Regions from separate parts of the Mus musculus genome. Here region 2 is linked to region 1. Evidence: chromatin contacts called from public Hi-C data. All regions are on one chromosome and are shown on one strand. The core of a region is the stretch at or near the end of the contact, and the rest is flanking DNA. Distances in the headings are between cores, read along the strand shown. Region 1 has its middle 34 kb from the start of Stmn4. Region 2 has its middle 21 kb from the start of Pnma2.

Region 1 (4,030 bases), core at 581-3,080:
GTGTGTGTGTGTGTGTGTGTGTGTGTGTGTATGTGATCTCAGAAGCCTAAGGCAGCCATGTGCCTTTGTGATCTCAGCATCCAGAAGACTGGGGCAGAGGTTCACAAGTTCTAGGTCAGCCACGGGGACAGACTGAGACCTTGTCCCTCTAAACCCCAACCCCCCCCCCCCCCGCCCAAACCAATAAGAATCGTGAAAAAAGATCAAAGCACCAAATAATGGCTCTCATTACACTTAGTTGCACAGGCAGGTGGGCTACTCTGAGAGAAATGGTAATTTTCATATAAAAGGAAAAGAAAACCAATGTCAATAGATTCTGCGGTGGAAATTCAAGAAGCCATGAAGCAAATCAAAGACAAGGGTAACAAGAACTAAGACACAATGTGGGCTGAGAGGAGGAAGAAAGAAACACAGAAATACTGACATTAGAGAATGCTGCACATCAGAATTCTGACATGCATAGGAATCAACATAGAAAAAACCAATTTTAACCATTGTGTAATACAAATTCAGAAATGTTTTTACTACAGAGGAAACAGGAGAAAGAATAATAACAAAATAAAGAGAACATATGTTAATAGTATCATTTTTCGATAGATGATAGGACTTTATCCTAAGCGAATAAGCATCCAGGGGAATTTATGGGCATTCCTCCCCACCACCCCAGGGCTCCGATTTTTAATTTCCCTAAGCTGGTCTGTGACAGTCTGGTGTATCTTCATATCTGATAATCACACTTAGCAGTTTTCTAGACACATTTTGCCATTTAAGTTTATGCAGTAGGGTCTTGCTACATCTCACAGGCTTATCTGCATCTCACTCATCAGGTGGCTTTCAATGCCAGTTCCTCCCTGTCTCAGCCTCTCAAGTGCAGGGGTTGCAGGTGAGGGTCTCCCCAGCTTCTACACTGCCATCTTAAAGCAAGTTGACAGTATTTAATGCACTTAAAGCAGGTCTCTGCTAGGAGTTCACACGGACTCCAATACATTTCTTAATATCAAACACATGTGTTTTCACATTCAAATTTTTATGTTCCCATCTCAGCTTTCTATCATGCTTTGAAGATTTGTCACTGTTTCCAGGACCCTTACTTTTATTAAGATAAGAACGGAAGTTTATTTTTGTAAAAATTACACACAGTCACTTTCCCTCGTGACCCCTCGTTCCCCCAAACCTCCCCCACTCCCTGAACCCCTTTTCTGGAGTTGATGATTGTTCATCTTGCTTTATTTTCTTGGCTTTGACTTTGGACCCCAGAGATCACAGGGAGCTAGCGCAGTACAGGAATATGACCAGCAGGTGGCGTTCGTACTGTTTCTACTACGGGAACCGCCCAGAATTCTCCAGGACAAATTTGCACAAAAGAGGCGACTGCAACCATAGCTGTTACAGTTGGTAATTAGGGATAAGGTTGCCATGGTGACGAGGGGTCTTGGGATGTTTATAGCTTTGCAAGAGCTGATGCCAATGAGCTATCGGATTGCTTCTTCCTTTGATGGTAATGGCAGGCAAACTGAGGTCATGCAAATGCTGTATGGTGCAGCCTGCTTAGGAAGCTATTCTGCTGCTGTTGTTATTTATGGGATAAAAGTATCCTGTTGAGAGAAACACACACACACACACACACACACACACACACAATTTGTATGCATGCACACAAGTGCACCATATTTATCTGACTTGTTTACATTTTCTGTATGTTTTATCTCCATTCCCCACATTTCTCAATGTGGTTTTCATTAAAATTCTCTGAGAAGAAAGGCTCCATTCATCTGACAAGCTCGGGAAATATTGCATGCTCATGCTTTAGAGGTTCACAGTGTACTTGAGCCAGAACGTCTTTGGATGTCCTATTTCACCTCCACACGCTCATTTGCCTCGTAAACCCACTTAAACAGACAATTCATTAACTCTCTCAGCTAATCACTCCTCATCTTCTCCTCAAGACGTTAATAGACATTCATTAAGTGTAGGTTTCCTTGTAGCCTTGCGCTCACATAAGTCTCTCCAGCAAGGCGTGGAGCTCTGATAAGCTAGCCTGTCAAAGGCTGTGTGGCCAAGACTCAATGGTTATTAATGGCTGCCTATGAACTCCTAAGAAATGGTTTCCAATTGAGCTATGTATCCATGGATACCACAGACTGAAATTATTCATTGTTAATGTCTTTATCCATCCATAAATTTTATTGGGTAAATGAGGCCACGCCCCAGACATGGCCCACAGCATTAATAAGTCATTTGTAGGTTAGCATAGTATTATTTTACATCTTGTCACATCGTTTCTGATGCTTTAAATTCAATCTTCTGCTAGTGTATTTTCCCCAGAGAGGCACCTCCTCTCCCATGAATAACCTACTTGTGATTGATCATAAAACAGAACTTATTAAAAGAGATTTTTAAAAACAACAACAAAAAAAAGGACTGAGAATTTGCTCACACATACTGCCTCTCGGGTGGGGGAGGGGAGTCACCCTCCCTGCACTTCATTGTGAAAAGGGAGGTCTGGTCCTCTCAAACTGTGGAAAGAACAATTGCCCTAGTCCACTAGGGCAGTGGCTGCCAACAGCTTTAGGAATGCACCAGTTGACACTCTTGGCTAGGCTGATAATGTTTTAGACCCACTCCAAATGTTGAAGGCGTTTCCTGTGACTTACCCCTCTTTACACTCCGGAAGGCCACTGGATTTTATTGCTAGGGGACCATGAGAGGAGCAGGAACATTTAAAAGACAGGCAACAGTAACCAAGTGTCCAGCTCCTTGTCAGTCACTTTGCTATTTATTGAATCCTTGATTAAGTTTAAGCCTTAAAGCCCACTAGATGGGTTTTACCAGCCCCATTTTACCAAGAAGAGATGAAGGCTGGAGGTGCCTTGCCTCATATGGGACAACTTGTAAAGTATAAATAAGGGGACATTTTTTGACTCTAGGTTTGTCCAAATCCAAAGTCAAACAAAGGCAGCAATATTTGTACAAGAATCAAATTATCCTCAAAAGAAATAAGGAGGAGGAAGAGGAGGAGGAGGAAGAGGAAGAGGAAGAGGGAAGAGGAGGAGGAGGAAGAGGAAGAGGGAAGAGGAAGAGGAGGAGGAGGGAGAGGAAGAGGAGGAGGAGGAGGAAGAGGAAGAGGAGGAGGAAGAAGAGGAGGAGGAGACCTAGGAGGAGAGGATCAGCTTGTTTCTTCCATGGGAGGTACATAATTAGTCAAAAGGGGAGGGTCCCTGGCTCTGGCCAACCCCTACGGTCTTCCACAACAGCCACTGTTCTATTTACCATTTGTGTTAGTTCCCTTTCCCGTTGCTGTGATAAAATACCCCAGCAAAGCAGTTTAAGGAAGTAGGGTCTGTTTTAGCCCTCACCTCCAGATCGTGGCCTATCACTGCAGGGAAGTCTGGAAGGCCGGAACTTGAGTTTGATAGTCACATTAGTAGTCATAGTCCAAAGCAGAGGGGAAGGACCGAAGGCATAGGTGCCACTGCTCAGCACACTTCTTCCTTGCTTACAGTCTCAGATTTCAGTCAGAGAATGGCCCCACCCCCTGTGGGCGTGTCTTCCTGCCCCATGCAATAAAGATAATCTCCATAGCACGCCCATCTTCCAGGTGACTTTAGACTGTCAAATTGACAATAAACACTGCCTGCTGTTGTTCCAAGCGTTTACTCCGTTACCAACTTGTCCCGCTTCTGTTGTGTGGGCTGAACTTGTATTGGCATTTATTCATATTTTTTAAAAACCCCTTCAGTCAATTTTACACTCATGGGTTCCTTTCGATCAAACCTCCAGTTATTTTAAAAGCTGGCAATTGCCGTCTACTTAGGATCTTTTCATTACCCATGACAGTTTGTCTTAGATTTCACTGATAATCAATGAGCTGCTCTTTTAAATACTTAGTGGATCAAATTAACGGCTTTAATTAACAACCTACATGAAAATCAATGACCTCCATATTCAGCTATTCCAAGTTTATCTGACTTGTTAGTCAGTAGGACAACACTTGCTTTTTGTTTTGTAACATGTATATTCCTTTAGATCA
Region 2 (4,030 bases), core at 563-3,062, 550 kb after region 1:
GCCCAAGATAAGGGGTCAGCAGAGTTGCTTTCTGCTGTGACTGCTCTCTTCACCGTCCATTGTCATAGACTAAACGTTTGAGCCTCTGCCCAATGTAGACATCTATGTTGAAGTCTAAGGATCAGTATGGTAGCACATTCCTGTAAGCTCCAGTGGGAGCTGCAGGAAGAAGGATGAGGAATTCAAGGGCCTAGAGTATGTAGCAAGTTAAAGGTCAGCCCAGGCTACTTAAGACCATATCCCAAAAGAAAAGGAGGAAGAGGGAGAGGAGGAGAAAGGAAGGAAAATCCATTCACTCATTCTTCTATTCAAACATGCAGCATGATGGCATTAATTTGAATGTGGGGCCCTTGGGAGGTGACAAAGTCATGAAGATAGAGCAGTCATAGATTTGATTAGTGTCCTTTATTAAAAAAGCCCAAGAGAGCACCATTGGCCCTTCTGTCATCTGGGGGACACCATGGGAAGATGCCATCTATGTACCAAAAAGAGCATCTTCACTGATCACTCAATCAGCCAGCACCTTGATCTTGGACTTTGCAGCCTATGAAAGCTTAAGAATACATAAATGTTTGTGGTTTTTTTTTACAGTCTAGCTTGAAAAAAAGAAAAAGAAAAACCTAGATAGCATTCAGGCAGCCCATGCTGGCCTCGAACTTGCTATATAGCCGAGGAATAACCTTGAACTTCTGATCCTCCTGCCTCCAGCTTCCAAGTGTTGGGATTACTGGTGTGCATCCCACGCCTGCTTTTGTGTAGTGCTGGAGGGCTTGGAGCATGCCAGGTGAGCACTCTACCAACTGGGCTGCAGCCTCTGCCTGACCTGAAACACGACGTTACAGGATCTCTCTCAAGGCAGCTGTCCTCTCCTCTGTGCTCCCATGTCCCCAGTGCCTCTGTGTGTTCTGATCTTCTCTTCTGAGGTCCCTCGTCATACTGGATTAGGGCTCACCCTATCAGTCTCAGCGTATCTTAATCACCTCTTCAAACCCCTGATCGCCACACAGTCATATGCAGTTGCACTAGGTGACACAGGAATTTGGGGTTAACGCAATTCAGTCCATAGCAGAATTTAAGTTTGGTCTTCTGCTGCTTGGCACCATGGAAACAAAGATGAGGGGCAAGGTCAACTCCCGTATGAAGAAAAGAACCTTGCCTGTGCGCTGAGGCTGACAAGCAACAGGAAGAGGGAGCCATCAGCTTCCAGGACAGGCACTGTTGCTCAGAACGTGCGAAAATGGCTCTTCTCCAAAATTAGAGTGCACCACACTTCCGTGTTGCTCTAAATAGTGCGTGTTAATGCTGCTGTCAGCTTTCTGGAGACTTCACTTTTGGTAGACTTTAACCCATTGCTGAGCAATCACCAGCTTAGCTCTGAGGACAGTAACCTGCGTGAGCTAGAGAAAGGGCCAGTCAGAGTCCCCATGCCTGCCCCCACCACTGGCTTTGCTGGCGGAATATTCTCTCCTTGCCACATTTTCAACGATGGCCATTTACTCTCAAGAAGAGCAAGGTGGGGGGCTGGCACAGCGAACAAGAAATTATTTCAAAGAAAGCCCGTTACCATAGGAACCAGTTGTCAAATGCTTTTCTGTGCGGGAGGTGTCAAGAGTGGGACTGCGGAATTTGCTAAACGTGGCTTTGTCTTCAGTTTGTGACATGAACAGCAATTGGAGATGGGGGAGGGGAGGAAATCTCTCATCTGCTAGAAGTTCACCCCGAGGGTGAGCTGGCCGCTTCCAACTGCAATGCTCAGGGGCTTGTGGGGGTCACATAGCACCCACGATGAAAGGGCTGAGAGAAGCCTCCTCCCTAACCCAGAAAGCGTTCCCAAGGCCTGCCTCCGTTCTCAGCCCTGTGCTAGGCTCTGTTGCTATGCTAAAGCCAGGCAAGGTCTGTACATTTGGAGGGCCAGCAAGCTGACTGGGGAAGCAAGACAAACAGGAAATGAAGCCAGCAGGCAGTGTCGACTGAGCCCCGTGCAGAGGCTAACTAGACCCCAGACATTCATCGCTGAGGGCCTAGGACTTTACCTGGGACCAGATCAGGATGGCAGACGTGTATGCCCATTCATTGTTCACATATCCCTTTGAGGAAAGGATTGGTCCAGGGTTGATAATAAAAATATATAAGGGGGTGGGGTAAAAATAGAAAAAAATATATATATGACTCAGAAAATGAAATTTTAAAAAAAGGAAAATTTTACCTGATTTTAAATTGGGAACAGGGGCTGGAGAGATGGCTCAGCGGTTAAGAGCACTGACTGCTCTTCCAGAGGTCCTGAGTTCAATTCCCAGCAGCCACATGATGGCTCACAACCATCTGTAATGGGATCTGATGCCCTCTTCTGGGGTATCTGAAGACAGCTACAGTGTACTCATATACATATAATAAATAAATCTTTAAAAAAAATAAAAATAAAAATAAAATGGTAACAGACATTATTTAAAAGACAGACAAATGGTGAACCAACAGATGAAGGGTGTTCTATGTCATTCATCCTCAGGAAAATGAAGGGGTTGGCAAGATGGCTCAACAGTAAAGAAGTTGCTCTTCCAGAAAACCCTTGTTTACTTTCCAGCACCCATGTTAGGCAGCTCACAACCACCTGTAACTCCAGCTCCAAGGATCTGATGTTCTCGGCAGACTCTGAAAGCACCTGTGCTCACATGTGCACATAATTAAAAAGTAAAGAACGTCTAAAAGAAGCCACAATGAAATACCGGCCTATAACTGTAAGGACAGCCTACTATTCAAAAAATAATTCTGGGTAAGAATGTGGAGAAAGTACATGACCTGTTGTACCAGTCTATTCTGGGTGGGTTTGTAAACCTCTATAGCCATCCTTGGCTAACAGACTGGAGGGTCCCCCAGGCTGGGGGCATGGTTCACTGGTTGAATTCTTGCCTAGCACGCACAAGGCCTGGGTTCTACCCCTAATACCCAAATAAATATGCACCCGATCCACCTACCCATCAGCCCTACTACTGAGTGATGCCCCAAGGAAATTAAGGTGGTGCCAGAGAGGAAACCGCACTCCCTCTCACTGCACTGTGAGCCACAACACTCATGTTGTGGAAATTATCTGAATCCAGTTGAATGGGGTTGGGAGATCCACTCTAAGTACAGGCTACACCATTGCATGCACTATGCTCCCTAATCAATAGAGGAGATAGCAAGCTGAGCAGTCATCTCTGTTTGCTTCCTCTACAGACACAATGACACCAGCTACCTCAAGCCCCACTGACATGATGTCCCCTCCATGATTGACTATTGTCCCCTCAAAGCATGATCCAAAATAGACTCTTTTGTCAGATACTTTGTCCCAGTAGGAAACGTAAGTAATGCCCTGGTCTCATGTCCTTTGTGGACTGCTTCCATTGGAGCACAGGCTACCATCCCTAGCCTTAGTCCCCTAAGGTTCAAACATCGCCATGGTCTCTAACTAGTTTCCTTGCATTAGAAACTATCCATGCTGTACCCACAGCCTTCCCCTCTCCCGCCTCCCCCTCTAAGTCCTTACACCCATGCTTTCGGCTGGCTTTCCTGGGCTGACTGCTTAAGACAACAAAGGCAGCTATAACTTGTCCATGTGCGTCCTCTGCGGTCTCAGGGGGGTGTGGCACAGCACCAGGCATGGAATGGGTGTGTCTCAAGAATAGAGGACTGTGTAAGGGAGAGCCAGTGAGCTAGCTGGAGAGCTGAGGGGTAAACTGTTCAAGCTCTGGCATTAACAGCACCTGCAGAGATGACACACCAGGGAGAAGCAGGAACTCCCCAAATACCTAGAGCAACCTCAGCAGCCCCTCACCAGGATCCTCTTCTCAGATCCTTTGTATTCGTAAGCCAGGTTGATGGATATGGTTTACACACACACACACACACACACACACACACACGAGAGGTGAGGCGAAAGAACCTATTAAATAAACATGAAGTTTTATCCTACATAGTAAGAGCTTAATGAGCCTAATTTCCCATTTCAGCTGATTTTTGTACAGTGGAGGGGGTGCTTAGAGATATCGTTAGA

What was found. A called contact is a pair of places that touch in the nucleus more often than the background predicts.
Region 2: a contact with region 1 is called in a Hi-C map of cortical neurons, with 4 times the contacts expected there. The contact joins two enhancer-like sites. A contact is called at or near these places in 2 of 484 Hi-C or Micro-C datasets (bone marrow-derived macrophages and cortical neurons) and 1 of 9 other capture datasets (embryonic stem cells).

What each region holds. Positions count from the first base shown.
Region 1 is chr14:66,376,736-66,380,765 of GRCm38.p6, forward strand. No RefSeq gene overlaps it. Among named protein-coding and RNA genes, the nearest start is that of Stmn4, 34 kb to the left of the region's middle. Within about 2 kb of position 1,831, at least 47 of the 459 cell types and tissues checked have an H3K27ac peak or open chromatin away from gene starts, as enhancers often do. A contact at or near this core is called in cortical neurons, where this site is marked.
Region 2 is chr14:66,930,504-66,934,533 of GRCm38.p6, forward strand. No RefSeq gene overlaps it. Among named protein-coding and RNA genes, the nearest start is that of Pnma2, 21 kb to the left of the region's middle. Within about 2 kb of position 1,813, at least 39 of the 459 cell types and tissues checked have an H3K27ac peak or open chromatin away from gene starts, as enhancers often do. A contact at or near this core is called in cortical neurons, where this site is marked.